Linked DNA regions of Mus musculus: all the other regions are linked to region 3. A link is a contact called in public HiChIP or PLAC-seq and promoter capture Hi-C data. All regions are on one chromosome and are shown on one strand. Each heading gives the region's core, a stretch centred on a gene start, on an enhancer-like site or on the middle of the called end of the contact. The rest is flanking DNA. Distances are from core to core; before and after follow the strand shown. Region 1 holds the start of Stk38 (serine/threonine kinase 38). Region 2 overlaps Btbd9 (BTB (POZ) domain containing 9). Region 3 holds the start of Tbc1d22b (TBC1 domain family, member 22B).

Evidence for each region. Promoter capture Hi-C pulls out the DNA fragments that hold promoters and counts their contacts. HiChIP or PLAC-seq counts read pairs in DNA pulled down with a chosen protein or histone mark.
Region 1: a promoter capture Hi-C map of pre-B cells shows a contact between it and region 3, with 4 times the contacts expected there. The contact joins the promoter of Stk38 here to the promoter of Tbc1d22b in region 3. A contact is called at or near these places in 1 of 39 promoter capture datasets (pre-B cells), 4 of 115 datasets of contacts at active chromatin or transcription factors (effector CD8 T cells, large pre-B cells, memory CD8 T cells and 1 more) and 1 of 9 other capture datasets (adipose tissue).
Region 2: an H3K4me3 HiChIP or PLAC-seq map of stem cell-derived neural progenitor cells shows a contact between it and region 3, with 4 times the contacts expected there. The contact joins the enhancer-like site here to the promoter of Tbc1d22b in region 3. A contact is called at or near these places in 1 of 39 promoter capture datasets (embryonic stem cells), 4 of 115 datasets of contacts at active chromatin or transcription factors (bone marrow-derived macrophages, forebrain, large pre-B cells and 1 more) and 1 of 9 other capture datasets (embryonic stem cells).

The regions. Positions count from the first base shown.
Region 1 is chr17:29,006,597-29,010,895 of GRCm38.p6, forward strand. It overlaps Stk38 (serine/threonine kinase 38), which reads right to left and starts at 1,399. Exons shown (of 14, transcript NM_134115.3): 1 at 1,115-1,399.
Region 2 is chr17:30,465,857-30,470,107 of GRCm38.p6, forward strand. The region is part of intron 6 of Btbd9 (BTB (POZ) domain containing 9); the gene reads right to left. Among named protein-coding and RNA genes, the nearest start is that of Btbd9, 110 kb to the right of the region's middle. Within about 2 kb of position 2,280, at least 61 of the 459 cell types and tissues checked have an H3K27ac peak or open chromatin away from gene starts, as enhancers often do. A contact at or near this core is called in forebrain and stem cell-derived neural progenitor cells, where this site is marked.
Region 3 is chr17:29,548,157-29,552,474 of GRCm38.p6, forward strand. Tbc1d22b (TBC1 domain family, member 22B) reads left to right here and starts at 1,646. Exons shown (of 13, transcript NM_198647.1): 1 at 1,646-1,838. The coding sequence starts at 1,783. It overlaps Tmem217 (transmembrane protein 217), which reads right to left and starts at 1,437. Exons shown (of 3, transcript NM_001162901.1): 1 at 1,353-1,437.

The DNA.
Region 1 (4,299 bases), core at 149-2,648, 540 kb before region 3:
TCATATACATAAAATAAATAAAGAAATCTTTAAAAAAAAAAAAAGGAAGAAAGGAAGGAAGGAAGGAAGGAAGGAAGAAAGGAAGGAAGAAAGAAAAGTAAAGTCACAAGTCACAAGTGGGCTGGTCTGTGGAGGCATATTCCTTTAGGAGGCAGAGACAGGAGGATCTCCGTGAGTTCTAGGCCACCTTAGTCTACAAAGCAAATTCCAGGCCAGGCATAGGTACACATTCAGACCCCATCTCAGACAAAATGCTCCATTTGTGAAGTCCACTCCCGGGAGTGGAGAACATGCCTGATGTTGAAGTGGGTGTGTGTGTACACTGGTGTGCTGTCCAGAGTCTGAGGACAGAGCCATCGGGTTAGGAGGAAGCTGCTATCTGATGTTTGGGTGGGGTGGGGCAGGGAGCTATTCTTGCAGCGATGTGGTTTGTTTTTTTTTGTTTTGTTTTGTTTTGTTTTTTTTGTTTAGGGAAACCGTATGTACTGGCTACTTCACAGCCAAGGTGAGCTGAAGGAAGAGGAAGCAGTGAAGCTACTTCACGCCGCTGACCTTCCTATTCATCTTGAAAAAGAGCAAGATTCCCCTATGTCTCTGGGTCCTTTGCAGGGCGCCGCTGGCAGCAGCCGTTATGCGCTTTCTGACACACTTTTCCTCCGACTCTTCTGCCACTTTTCCCTGTCCTCCAGCTCGGTCCCTTTTCTCGAATTTTAACAGTCTGCAGTCCACGGGCGGGGATCTTAAGGTGAGGGGAAGCCCGGTACCCCCTGATCGCGGACTAGGGGGACAGCCTCCAAGGTCCCACACCTACCCCGGGGTGGGGGGAGCTCTCGAAGTGCAGACACCCTCTGGTTCTCTCATCCTAAGGTGCAGAGTGGTACTGACCGAGGTCAGAGGGGACGAGCCGGTGGCAGCAGACACACAAAGCTGGCGACTAGGAAAGGAGGGAGCGGCTGCCTGTCCCGGTTGAGGACAGAGGCGTAGAAAGAGAGGGACGGACAAGGGGGCTCTGGGGACCACAGAGAGAACGCTGACAGGAGCCCTGGAGTGCACAGGAGCTGTGGGACGGCCGGACGAGGCGGCAAGCCTGAGGCGACGGCCGGGAGACACTCACCAGACCCAGGGGGGAGGGAGGCGCGGGGCCGACGGCTACAGAGACGGCGCAGACGCGACGTGCGGGCGGCTCCAGAGCGACCGCGACACGCCGGGGACTCCGAATGAGCGCAGCTGCCGATCCGCGACAGGACAGGACAAAAGGAAGAACCCCAACTGCCGGAAAAGACGGCGGCGCGGAGGGGCCAAGGCTCCCCCGGTACCCCCTCAGACTGTGGAGAGGGGCCGCCGCGGCTGAGACTGCGCATGCGCCCCCCGCCAGCGGCGCTCGCCGGGCAGCGGGACTGCGCGTGCGCGGCGGCGCCCCGCCCACATTTCACCCCTCACCCGACTGCGCCTAGCCGAGGAGGCCCTACGAGTGCAGAGCGGGGCGGGCTCCCTGGTGGCTTTGTGATGGGCTGGACTAGCTGGCCTTTGTTATGTTACTTTTTCTTTTGAAATAATTATAGACTCGCCAGAAGTTACAAAACGAAAACCTGGAAGTTCCGTAAAAGCCAACACCCACCCAGCTTCCCTCAAGGTCTTACATAAGGCACCGGGCTCTGCACCCGGAAATTAACATTGGCTCTCTATCAACTAAACCAATGCAATCAACTACCGTGACGGGGATTTAGCATTTGGCGTGCACTCGCTGGATGATGTCTTTAGTTCTCTGAAATTTAATCTGAGTTTTACCCCATCCTCCTTGACTTCAGATCATTGTGGCCATAAGTCTGTTGGAACCCGTGGCCCTTCCTATTTTTCGTTATTGTAAAGGATTAACGTGCCTTTGTTTGGGATCAGGTGATCTCTCACACCTAACACCTCTCCATTGTGCACAACTTAAAGCCTCTCATTGATTTCCAGAGAACTGAGCCCAGTGCCCTCGATTAGAAAGTTTTAAAGTCCTGAAAAAACGATGAATGGCTCCCTAGAAAGGAGTCCTCTGGGAGCAAGCGAGAAGAGAGCTCCCTCCTGTTAGTCACTTCCCAAGCCGCCCCTAGTAAGTGTTCTGATTTTCCCTTTTCTTTTATGTTTTTTTGTTTTGTTTTTTGTTTTTCGAGGCAGGGTTTCTCTGTGTAGCCCTGGCCGTCCTGGAACTCACTTTGTAGACCAGGCTGGCCTCGAACTCAGAAATCCACCTGCCTCTGCCTCCCAAGTGCTGGGATTACAGCAGGTGTGTGCCACCGCCACCACCACCACCACCACCACCACCACCCCCGCTTTGATTTTGGTTTGGTTTTTTTTTTTTGGTTTTTTTTTTTTTTTTTGGTTTTTCGAGACAGGGTTTCTCTGTATAGCCCTGGCTGTCCTGGAGCTCACTTTGTAGACCAGGCTGGCCTCGAACTCAGAAATCCGCCTGCCTCTGCCTCCCGAGTGCTGGGATTAAAGGCGTGCGCCACCACCGCCCGGCTGATTTTGTTTTTAATTGCATTGTAATTATTGAATTCATTATCTTGCTAATACTTTTTTTACTTTTTTTTTTTTTTTTTTTTGCCTCTTAAAATTTTTTTGAGACAGTCTTATGTAGCTCAGGGTCTCAGGGTAACACAAACAACGTGTTGCTGAGGGTAAACCTTGAACTCTCGAAATCCTCCTGCCTTAGCCTCTCAAGTCCTGATGTGGGTTACATCATGTCTCTCATTTGAAAATAAATTCCCAAGCAGGGGTAGTGGTGCCTGCTGCTACTTCCCCCTTTCCTCTTCCCCACAGGGCAACGCTCATCAGCTGACTCTGAGTACTTTTTCCAACACAGATCCAGAATGGGGCTTGATGTGCAATGGCCTGGTGCTTCTCAGGCACTGGTGTGCGTTGGCCTGGTGCTTTCACTGTGTGCATACAAATAGCCCCCTAAGACTATAGGGGCTGGGTAGAGGGCTCAGCAGTTAAGAACATACAGAGAGTCGGGCAGTGGTGGTAAACACCTGTAATCCCAGCACTTGGGAGGCAGAGACAGGCAGATTTCTGAGTTTGAGGCCAGCCTGGTCTACAGAGTGAGATCCAGGAAAGCCAGGGCTTCACAGAGAAACCCTGTCTCAAAAAACCAAAAAAAAAAAAAAAAAAAAACAAACAAACAAAAAACCACACAGTGAGTGCTCTTACAGAAGACACAAGTTCAGTTCCTAGCACCCACATGATGGCTCCCAACCATTTGTAACTCCAGCCTCAGGAAATCTGATGTAGATGTGTTTTTTTTGGCTACTTTATAGGGTTCTTATATATCTACTGCCCTTCCAATTGTCCAACACTAAATAGGACAGAATGAAACTTAGAGGGGAAAGGGGACATAGACCTCTTTAGACTGCTCAAGGGCATTCAGTTCCTTGGGGGCAAGTCTAATCTTAGTTGTCAGAATAGCTTCAATCCAGCAATAGCAGGAGAAGCAGGGTTGGGGGAGGAAGAAGAGGAAGAGAAACCAGGAGCAGGGGATCCTCAGCCACTCCAGGCCCTCTCAAGGGTCTTGCATTTACACTTTCTCAAGAGCCCTTAGAAGGCCATACTAATAAACGATCTGAATCTGATTAAAATAAAAATCACGCCCCTCCTAGAGCAGGAAACAAACATAGTCAGCGGCTGCGGACAATCTGAAGCAACCCCATATACGCCACACCTGGGATTAAGACAAAAACATATAAACATAACATCATTGGGTTTCAAAGACACCAAAACTCTCCAATCCAATGTTGTCCTCTGGCCTCCTCTTGCACTGCACGTATGTAATACACAGGCACAACACACCTACACACATAAATTAAAAATTAGTGGGGTTGCGTGTGGAGGTGCAAAACAGGGCTAGAGAGAGAGATGAGTGTTTAAGAGTATACATTGCTCTGTGCAGGTTCCCAACATTCATGCTGGAGATCTCATAAATGCCTCGAACTTTCGCAGATCCTCCACAGGCACCTACACTCACATACATTACCCTACCACACACAAGCACACATACACACACACACAGAGGCACCTACACTCACATACATATACCCTACCACACATATGCACACACACACACACACATAGGCACAAATTAAAGATAATTTTTTTTCAAGAGAGAGGGTTTCTCTGTGTAGCCTTGGCTGTCCAGGAACTCACTCTGTAGACCAGGCTGGCCTTGAACTCAGAGATCCACCTGCCTCTGCATCCCAAGTGCTGGGATTAAAGGCGTGCACCACCACGCCCGGCTAAAGATAATTTTTATTTTCTAAA
Region 2 (4,251 bases), core at 1,030-3,529, 920 kb after region 3:
GAGGATCCCAATGGTTTGCATCTCCTGTACGCTTACAGAGTTTAAGTGTGAATATGTGCATGTTAGACCCCATATGGTGTCACTGTCAAGATGACCCACATAGGACTTGTTCTAGTGAGCAGTGGATGCTTTCTGTATTGTCAATGTCAAGAAGTCGGTGTTTACTGAGGTGTACTGACTCCCTTTAAAGTAACACACTGAAAACTCTTCACCACCTCTTAGCCACACAAGCTACCATTCGTCTGCAGGCACAGGCGTGCACGCACACTTTCAATCACAAGAAATTCTGCTACAGGCAATCATCAATAGTTTAATAAAGTTCCAAAAATATTTTCATGTTTAAGAATTAACTCTTTAACTCTAAAAGGGAAGCCTTTAAAAATGAATCCAAACTCCTATAACCCATTCTTTATATTAGTATCTTCAGTTCACTGCTACAGTGATTGAATTTTGGGGCTGGCTAAGCACTTCCATGGAGCCTAAATGCTGAAGTTTAACAGGTTACATGTAACGTCAAACTAAGATGCTAACATTTTTATGGTCTAAAATTTTACAAAAGATACACATCGATGTATGGAACAAAACCACGTCAAAAGCAATTCAACAGGTGCAAAGCTTCTTCCCTGGGTTGAGCCATCCGCTCTATGTAAAACATGTCAGAGTGAGACCCTTTGGGGCTCTTCATCAACCCCTTCCCACTCAGGGCTCCCTGCAGAAGGGGAGGCAGGAAGACTGAGGCTGACATAATGGATGACTCCAGGGAAACAGTGTCCTCTGGATCCAAGAGGCCTGATGCTCATAAGAACTCAGACTGTGGAAACGTGCACAGGGCCTGCACAGGTTCAAGTCAGATGCCACGCCCCTGGAGACTGAGAGGTGGAGTGGACAAAGGCTCCCACTCCTAACCAAGAAGCTACCTGCAACTGATGTCCGCTTGCAAAGGAAAATTTCCCTTTCTCCAGTGGAGTCTCACTGGGTATCAACTCTACTTAAGGGCAGGCCCGTGCCCCGGAGTAGGTGGCCAATGCAGACAAACCCAACGGCATTCTTCTAGGCTTTTTGCCTCCTAATACTTTGTTTAAGCTTTGTGTGGTGTGTGTGAGTCTGTGTGGCATATTGCCATTTCTGTGGGATTTGGGGGTGGGGATTGTACATTTGTGGTTTTATTTATGTGTTTTGTTAAAAAGGGCACAGAGCTGGGCAGTGGGGAGGATCTGGGAAGCCTTGGGGAGGGGAAAGCATCATCAGAATACACTGCGTGAAAAAAGCTCTCAAAAAATTAATTAATTGCCAGGCAGTGGTGGCACATGCCTTTAATCCCAGCACTTGAGAGGCAGCGGCAGGCGGATTTCGGAGTTCGAGGCCAGCCTGGTCTACAAAGTGAGTTCCAGGACAGCCAGGGCTATACAGAAAAACCCTGTCTCGAAAAAAAAAAACAAAAAACAAAAAACAAACAAACTATATATATATATATAAAAAACTCTTAACCTATGCTTGATCATGAGAATTCAAAGAACCCTTAGGCTGACTTGGTGTTTAAACTTTTTTCCTTAAGTTCATTTAATAAAGCACAAAAGCACATCTTGGTTAAAGATCACCACAATGCTTTCAATAACTTCAATACAAAAGGAAGAGAAGCAAACTTCCTTGAGCTGACATTAAAATCAAATTAGGAGTGCTGCTCATAAGAGTAAACCTGAAGACTGGCCCCTCTGGAGGAGAGGAGGAGATTGGCACACAGGCATGCGCCCAGGCAGCCCCTTCACAGATGCTTGCACTGTCTACTGTTGGCTGGGAAACTCCCAGGAGAAAAGTATCAGAGCCACCAACTACAAGCGGAAGTGGCAGCTCTTTGGTGGGGACAGTTGTCTGCCGCTCCAGCACAGTGCTCACACCGATGGTTATTTTTATTTTTGCAGCCTCCCTAACATAGCCCAGGTTCCGAATGCAACAGATGAGTCTAGTCTTGACTTTAGAAACAAATCGCCAGCTGTCTCCTAAAGGACAACCTCATTTAATGGAAGGCAAATGCTAGCACAGAACAAAAGTAAATAAAGATGGCTACATATGCTCCAGTTTTCAGACTGAAAGTGACAGCGATGAGAGGTGCAGAGGAGGAAAGATTAAACATGAAGAACAGCTGCCACCAATAGCAGACGCTCTGACTAGTCAACCCGTCTAATAACATGGTGTCGCAAGAATGCCAATTAAAAGAGCCAGTGTGGAGATTCAGGCTCAGAGATCTTAGAGCTAAAGAAGCCGGAGGAGTTCGGCCAAAGCAGCTCCTGCCACAGAAGGCTGTGCTGAATGCCAATGGGCTGTGAGCAAAGTGCTCTGTAAACTGCCGACGTCTGCAGCCACATTGATGCTGCGGCTACTCCTAAGCTACTTCTACTCTTTTAGTTTAGTCTTTATAGAATGTACCAATTCCATCTGTATTCATTCACTTCCAATAAACAGAATTGTGAATTGGCATTTTTTACTTTTTTATTTCCTCAAGAATCTTCAAACAGAATATGTTGCCAAAATTAAACACCTTGTAGGCACAGCATGTGAATGGAATCTCTAATTTCGATGAGAATGAGACAGGAGCAAAGCCTGCACCCTTTCATGTCTTCCAAACATATCTGTAGAATGTCACTCAGGCCTATTAAAATGCTTACATGTCCTGGAGTCCCTCTCCCTCCACAGAAGCAAGCACTCATTAAAGGGCAGAGCAGGGGAGGAGAGAGCCGGCTGGCCTTTGCTGACAGAAGAGGAAGGCCTGGTGATGTGCTTTCAGAGGAGGACTTAAAAGGGGCTTTGAAAGGGTCAAAGGGAGGGCCTGGGGAGAAGCTTCCCCGGCTGACGGCACCACCCACCTTAAAAGGGTTACTTCATCCAGCTCAAGCCAAAATGGACCACCACAAGCTGTTACGGGCCCCTCTAACACAAGAAGAATTTCTATAGTGACCTCAGGGTGCCCTGCCACACTGCATCCCCCCAAACAGACCACCATCACCATGGTAAACATAGCTGAAAAGAACACTTTTACACTTTATTTCCATCTTTCCTATGATTTTGGTATGTGGATGTAATTTAACTTTAAAGTATTTGGGAAAAAACATTTAGTCCAGCTGTGCCAAAAAGAAAAAAAAAGGAAAAGATAATTTCCCCATTTACAGATGCTTCCAGTACTGGTTGAAGATGGATTAATCTACAGTTACTCAGCTGCAGAATATTACTCCTATTCCTCAGACTTTATATATGAACTATTACATCCATTAGATAGCTCTACAGCAGCTCCTCCTACCTACCCTTAAGGTACTCTTTCTTATTCAAGCCTTCCCTTCCTAAGGGGAACAGTCAAGGCCCCTCGCTGCCAGGCACCACCCAGCACCACCCGGAGCCTGCAGCAGGGGAAGAAGCAGGATGCTGAGAAGGAAATTAACAAATTTGTTTAAAGGGCACCACTATGGGATTTGAACTTATTCCTGGACTAGACTTTAAAGTTCAAGACATGTGGACACTAACATGAACAATTTTCTTTCAGAAAGTCTACACATCACAGAGGAACTAGTAATGCCATGTTGCAAACAAGGGCAGAGTTGCTCTTTCCCTGCTAAGCACAGAACTGTGCACCATTAGAAACGTTTCCAGAAACGTTTCCCGAAACGCCTTCTTCACTTTCCTTCACAACGATAGGGGAAGCATGGGAAGACAGTACTTGCGTCCTCTCTGGACCTGCACTACCCTGGGGTGGCAGACATTTCATCTCACTGCTGATTTGGACAGGGAGGGCAAGAGAGGGCTGGAACACCGGCGTCAGACACCAGGCCCCTCACCTCTGGGGTGCAGATGTATGAAAAGCACAGAATAAGTCGGAACGTACAACTTGATGTACCAAAAATTAAAAATGGAAGCAGAGGGTGGATCAGTGTGCACGGTCTCACAATACAGTTTCAAAGATAATTGGTAATGTTCTCTTCCCCCCAAAGAAAGTGAGGGTTAAATATAGTTGCTCAGTACAAGGACGGCTGGTCTTCAGGATGTGTAAATTATACATTACAGTTACATAACAGGCTAAATCACAGTCATCAACAAAAGAAAATTTGGCACAATTTGTGAATTTTTATGATTCTAGCTCATAAGCAGAGCTTCAAAAAGAAGGAAAAAAGTATTCCCTTGAATCTGCCATGCAAGTAAAACCTTAAAGAGCCCGAGGCAAGGGAAGGGGAAGGTACCCCCAGGAAGACAGAAGGAAAAAGGGGG
Region 3 (4,318 bases), core at 396-2,895:
GGAAGAGCAGTCAGTGCTCTTAACCTCTGAGCCATCTCCCCAGCCTCCTATCATGTTTACTTTTATTTGTGTGTGTGTGTGTGTATGTGGTGTGTGTGTGTATGTGGTGTGTGTGTGTATGTGGTGTGTGTGTGTATGTGTGTTAACAACATGTATGCAATGTCCACAGAAGCCAAAAAAGGGTGTCTGATCCCTTGGATCTGGAATTTCAGGCCATTATGAGCCACCTGTTGTGGGTACTTGGGAACCGAACTCAGGTCCTCTGAAAGGGCAGCACATGCTTTTAACCCCTGGGCCACCTGTTCAGGTCTACAGTCCTAGTCTTTTAACATTAGCAAGCAAAAGAAGCCTGAAAACTGGGAGTAATGTCTATGTAAAAAGAAATCACTGAGGGACATATAGAAGGTGTTTCTTTAGGTGGGAAAAGAAGGAGCCTTGAGAATTTGCCAGTATGTTGGGCCAGCAAGATGGCTCAATGGGTATAGGGGCTTACAGCCAGTCTTGACGACCTGAGTTCGGTGAGAAGAGAAAACTGAAGTTCTCCTTTGACCTCTCTCTCTCTCTCTCTCTCTCTCTCTCTCTCTCTCTCTCTCCTCTCTCTCTCTCTCTCACACACACACACACACTGAATAAATGTAATGTATTTTTCAATATTTAGAAACCCTAGGGTGTTAGTACAGAGATGGATTGAGCAGTAGCTCGCACATATCCACAGTTCCTTGTCTGAACAAACATTTCTTCGGAGTAGAAAAAGGAAGTACCCTCCATCTTCCCCCAAATGTCCCAGAACACACTCAAAAAAGAGAGGTAGTCATTAACATGACACCCAAAGGAGACAACATGCTAAAATTAGATCTCATTTTGAGTCAAAATTAGATTGAAAAATGAATCTATAGATGGAAGATTTATAGCCAGTTAATAAAGGAGTTGAGGATATTGGGGGTACATCCTTCATCTTCCTGATTGTTGCCATGGGGATGAACAACGTCCCTAGAGAAAATGCTACTTGGAGGATAAATTAGTATTTCCTAAGCATGACTTCTCAGTATCTGGATCCTCATAACCAGAAAGAGTCAGACCCGAAGAAGGGATTACATCACGAAGTTCAGTTAGCGGAAGAAAGGGGGAGTCTGATAAATCAACTGCTACTCATACAACAGTTACCCGCACTGGGGTATGGCCGGAACTGTCCTCTGCGAAACTAGGACCATAAGGGAACAAGGCGGGGGTGGGGGGGTGGGGGGGTAACCACCCTGGGTGCCATTGAGGTGAGGGACATTAAAAAATGTTCATTATTACATGAGGCCTTCCTTTAAAGACTAATGTATACAAATGTTATGGTTTCTCCTTACCCCTCTCCACCAAGACAACCCCAGAACCTCAGCCCATCAAAGGCAACAGTCCCATCTACTTCTTCCTCGCAGTACCTGGTTCTCTGCCTCCGGGGAGTAGGAACTTTCAGCCCCGCCTTCCTGCCCATCTAAGCCCCGCCTCCCCGGCCCACCTGTGTGCCCAGCCCCTGACGTTGCCGCGGGCCTTCAGCGGCCCGCAGGATCCGGGATCCTCATTGGTCCATCCGCCCACCGGCCTGCTCAGCCCACCAATGGCAACGGTGTTGGGCGGGGGGAGTGCCCACATCCAAGATGGCGCCCCCAGGAGCTGGGAGCGGGTGACCGGCGGCGGGGAAGCGGCCTGGGCTGGCCCTCAGATTGCGGGGTCCCGGGGGCCTGTCGCGGGGCCCCCCCGTGACCCACCGACCAGGCCTTCCCCCGGGCCGGAGAGATGGCCGCCGAGAACAGCAAGCAGTTCTGGAAGAGGAGCGCCAAGCTACCGGGGAGGTGAGCCCAGGACGCTGAGGGGAGTGGGGATTGGACCCAAAGCCTTCCAGATCCTGGTCCCTGAATCCCTCCGTCTTGGGGTACCCCCGAGGCCGGAGGGCTGGTGTCGGAGTAGCCCAGGCTGGAGCAGCTGTCAATCAGAGGAGCCTGGCCAGCTTGGGTGTGGGGTGCAGACTGGGGTCTGGGGGCGGGGAACCTCAGCTGGGAGGTGTCAGGGGACCAGTGTGAGGGGCAGTGGAGTTGGGCGAGTTGCCATTGTCAGCGTAGCCGTGGAGGGCCACCTGCAGACCGCTTCCGACTTTCTACAGAACTCCTTAGGGGTCTCCAACAGCATGGGTGGCTGCTTGCATGAGGGTTGGTGGCCCCATGGCCTTGGTTCCCAGCCCATCATCACATTCCTGTCTTCCCTTGGACTCCCAAAGGGGTTCTGATAGGAGAGCCTGGGCCAGGCCTGCAGGGGTATGAGCAAGACAGGGGAGGGGGAATTCTCAAGCCTGACCTTACTCTGTCTTGAGTTGGTCCTTTCTTTTGAGAAATTATTACAGGGTGGCCGCAGGGTGGAGAATAAGTTATTCCTTCTGGCATCCCGGAGAAGTGATGATTTTTCAGTGTGGATGCATTAAGTTCTTTTATTCTTGTTTTGTTGGAGAGCAGACCTTTCAAGCAACTTATTCCCTTAGTGTTTCTTTCTCTTGTTAGTGTATGTTGACACTGAGCAATTGTCTCTCAGTCAGGCTGCCTTTTGGTTTACTGGTTCCGTTTGTTTTGGGTGATGTCCTGAAAAATGAAAGCCCTATGTGTTTCACTACTGAATTTAAGATTTCTGCCAGCCACAGGCTGCTTGGTGTTAAGAGTTTGTGTCTGGTCACCGCCCTCATGAGTTCTATCCTTAGTGATTTTCCTGTTAAGTCTTTTTTTGTTCAGGTGTAGTCCTTTGACCTGTGACCTCGCACTCTTCCCTTCCTCCTTTCCCTCTCTCTCTCCCCTCTTTCCCATTCTCTCTCCTCCTTCTCTTCCCCTCCCCCTCCCTCTCCTCTTTCTCCCCCTCTTCCGTTCTCTCTTCACACTGTTGAAGACACTCTGCCACTGAGTTACACACAGCCCTCGCCCCCTTCTTCAAGCGAAAGAGAAACTGAGAGTCAGCATTGGCTGTGTAACTTTTCTGAGCTGTCATTACACACGTGGAGAAAGTTGAGGGACCAGGTTTTAGCAATGTGTGCTAATATAATAGCAGGGGAGGCAAAGCTAGCTTTGGGTTGAAGTGCTGTGGGGCTAGGGTGTTCACACATTGAACAGTGACACTGTGTTTTTAGATAAGCTCCGCTTCCTGCCACAGATTTCTTTTCCTTCCTGCTTGAGTGAGCTCTCCAGCTGCGTGGACTGCTCTTCTCTGGGAGTTTGCTCTGGAGGGGTCATTTCATTTTGATATCCTAAGATAACGATCATTGGGAAAATGGTGACGTCAGGAAGCAGGGGTGAGGACAATGGGCGATGGATGGTCTTTGTGCCTTTGGACTGCCAGATGTGGTGTATTAATGGCCTTTTGTCTTTTTCTTCTACTGGCCTACAGGAAGTCAACTTTTTAAAAGTACCACTTTAAATAATTATATTTATTCATCTACTTAATCAGTGTGTGTGTGTGTGTGTGTGTGTGTGTGTGTATGTGTGTGTGTATGCCACAGTGCTCACGTAGAGGTCAGAGGACAATTTACAGGAGTCAGTTCTCTGCTTCCACCCCGTGGATCTCAGGGCTTGAACTCAGGTCATCAGGCTTAGCCGCAAGCATCGTTATCTGCTGAGCCTTTTTGATGGCCCAAAAGCATTGCTTTTGCTAGCTAGGAGGATTCTTCAGTTTCTTCAAATCTCTGGCTTCCTTTTTCATTTTGAAACATAGAGCCACAGAGGCAAGAATCTTGGAGTCCAGGTCACCACCATTTATCATTATTATTATCATTACCATTGTCATCGTCATCATCATTGACATCGTCCTTCAGATTCTCTGATCTGTAGGACTCACAATCTATTTAAGCTTCAGTTTCCTATGAAGTGGGGACTAAAAACTCTTCCCTCAGAATTCCCCGAAGGCTAACCAAAATGCCCTATTTGTAAAGAACCCAGGACAGTGTTTATTTAGTACACTGTACTTGCTCTATAAATAGTCATTATTAATTGTCCTCTTGTTATTAGAGCAAGCAGACATTTAAAAGGATGTGTCTCAGCTCCCCAGAGCTAGTTATTTGTCTCCTTTATTATAGAGGCATAAAAATGTTGCCATGATCCATAAACCCTGACCCATACCTTGCCTGGTGAGGGCGGTGTTGTCTCCTGTACACTCTTGGCAGAGAGTCCCAGACAGCTTGGGGCTGTGGGGAGAAGCTGGTGTTGGTTCCCATAGAAGGTGCTTTGGTTCCAGAACAGAACTTTGATGTCTGAACTCTTTTGAGTGTGGAGATGGCCGAGCATGTGCTGGGTCCTCAGAG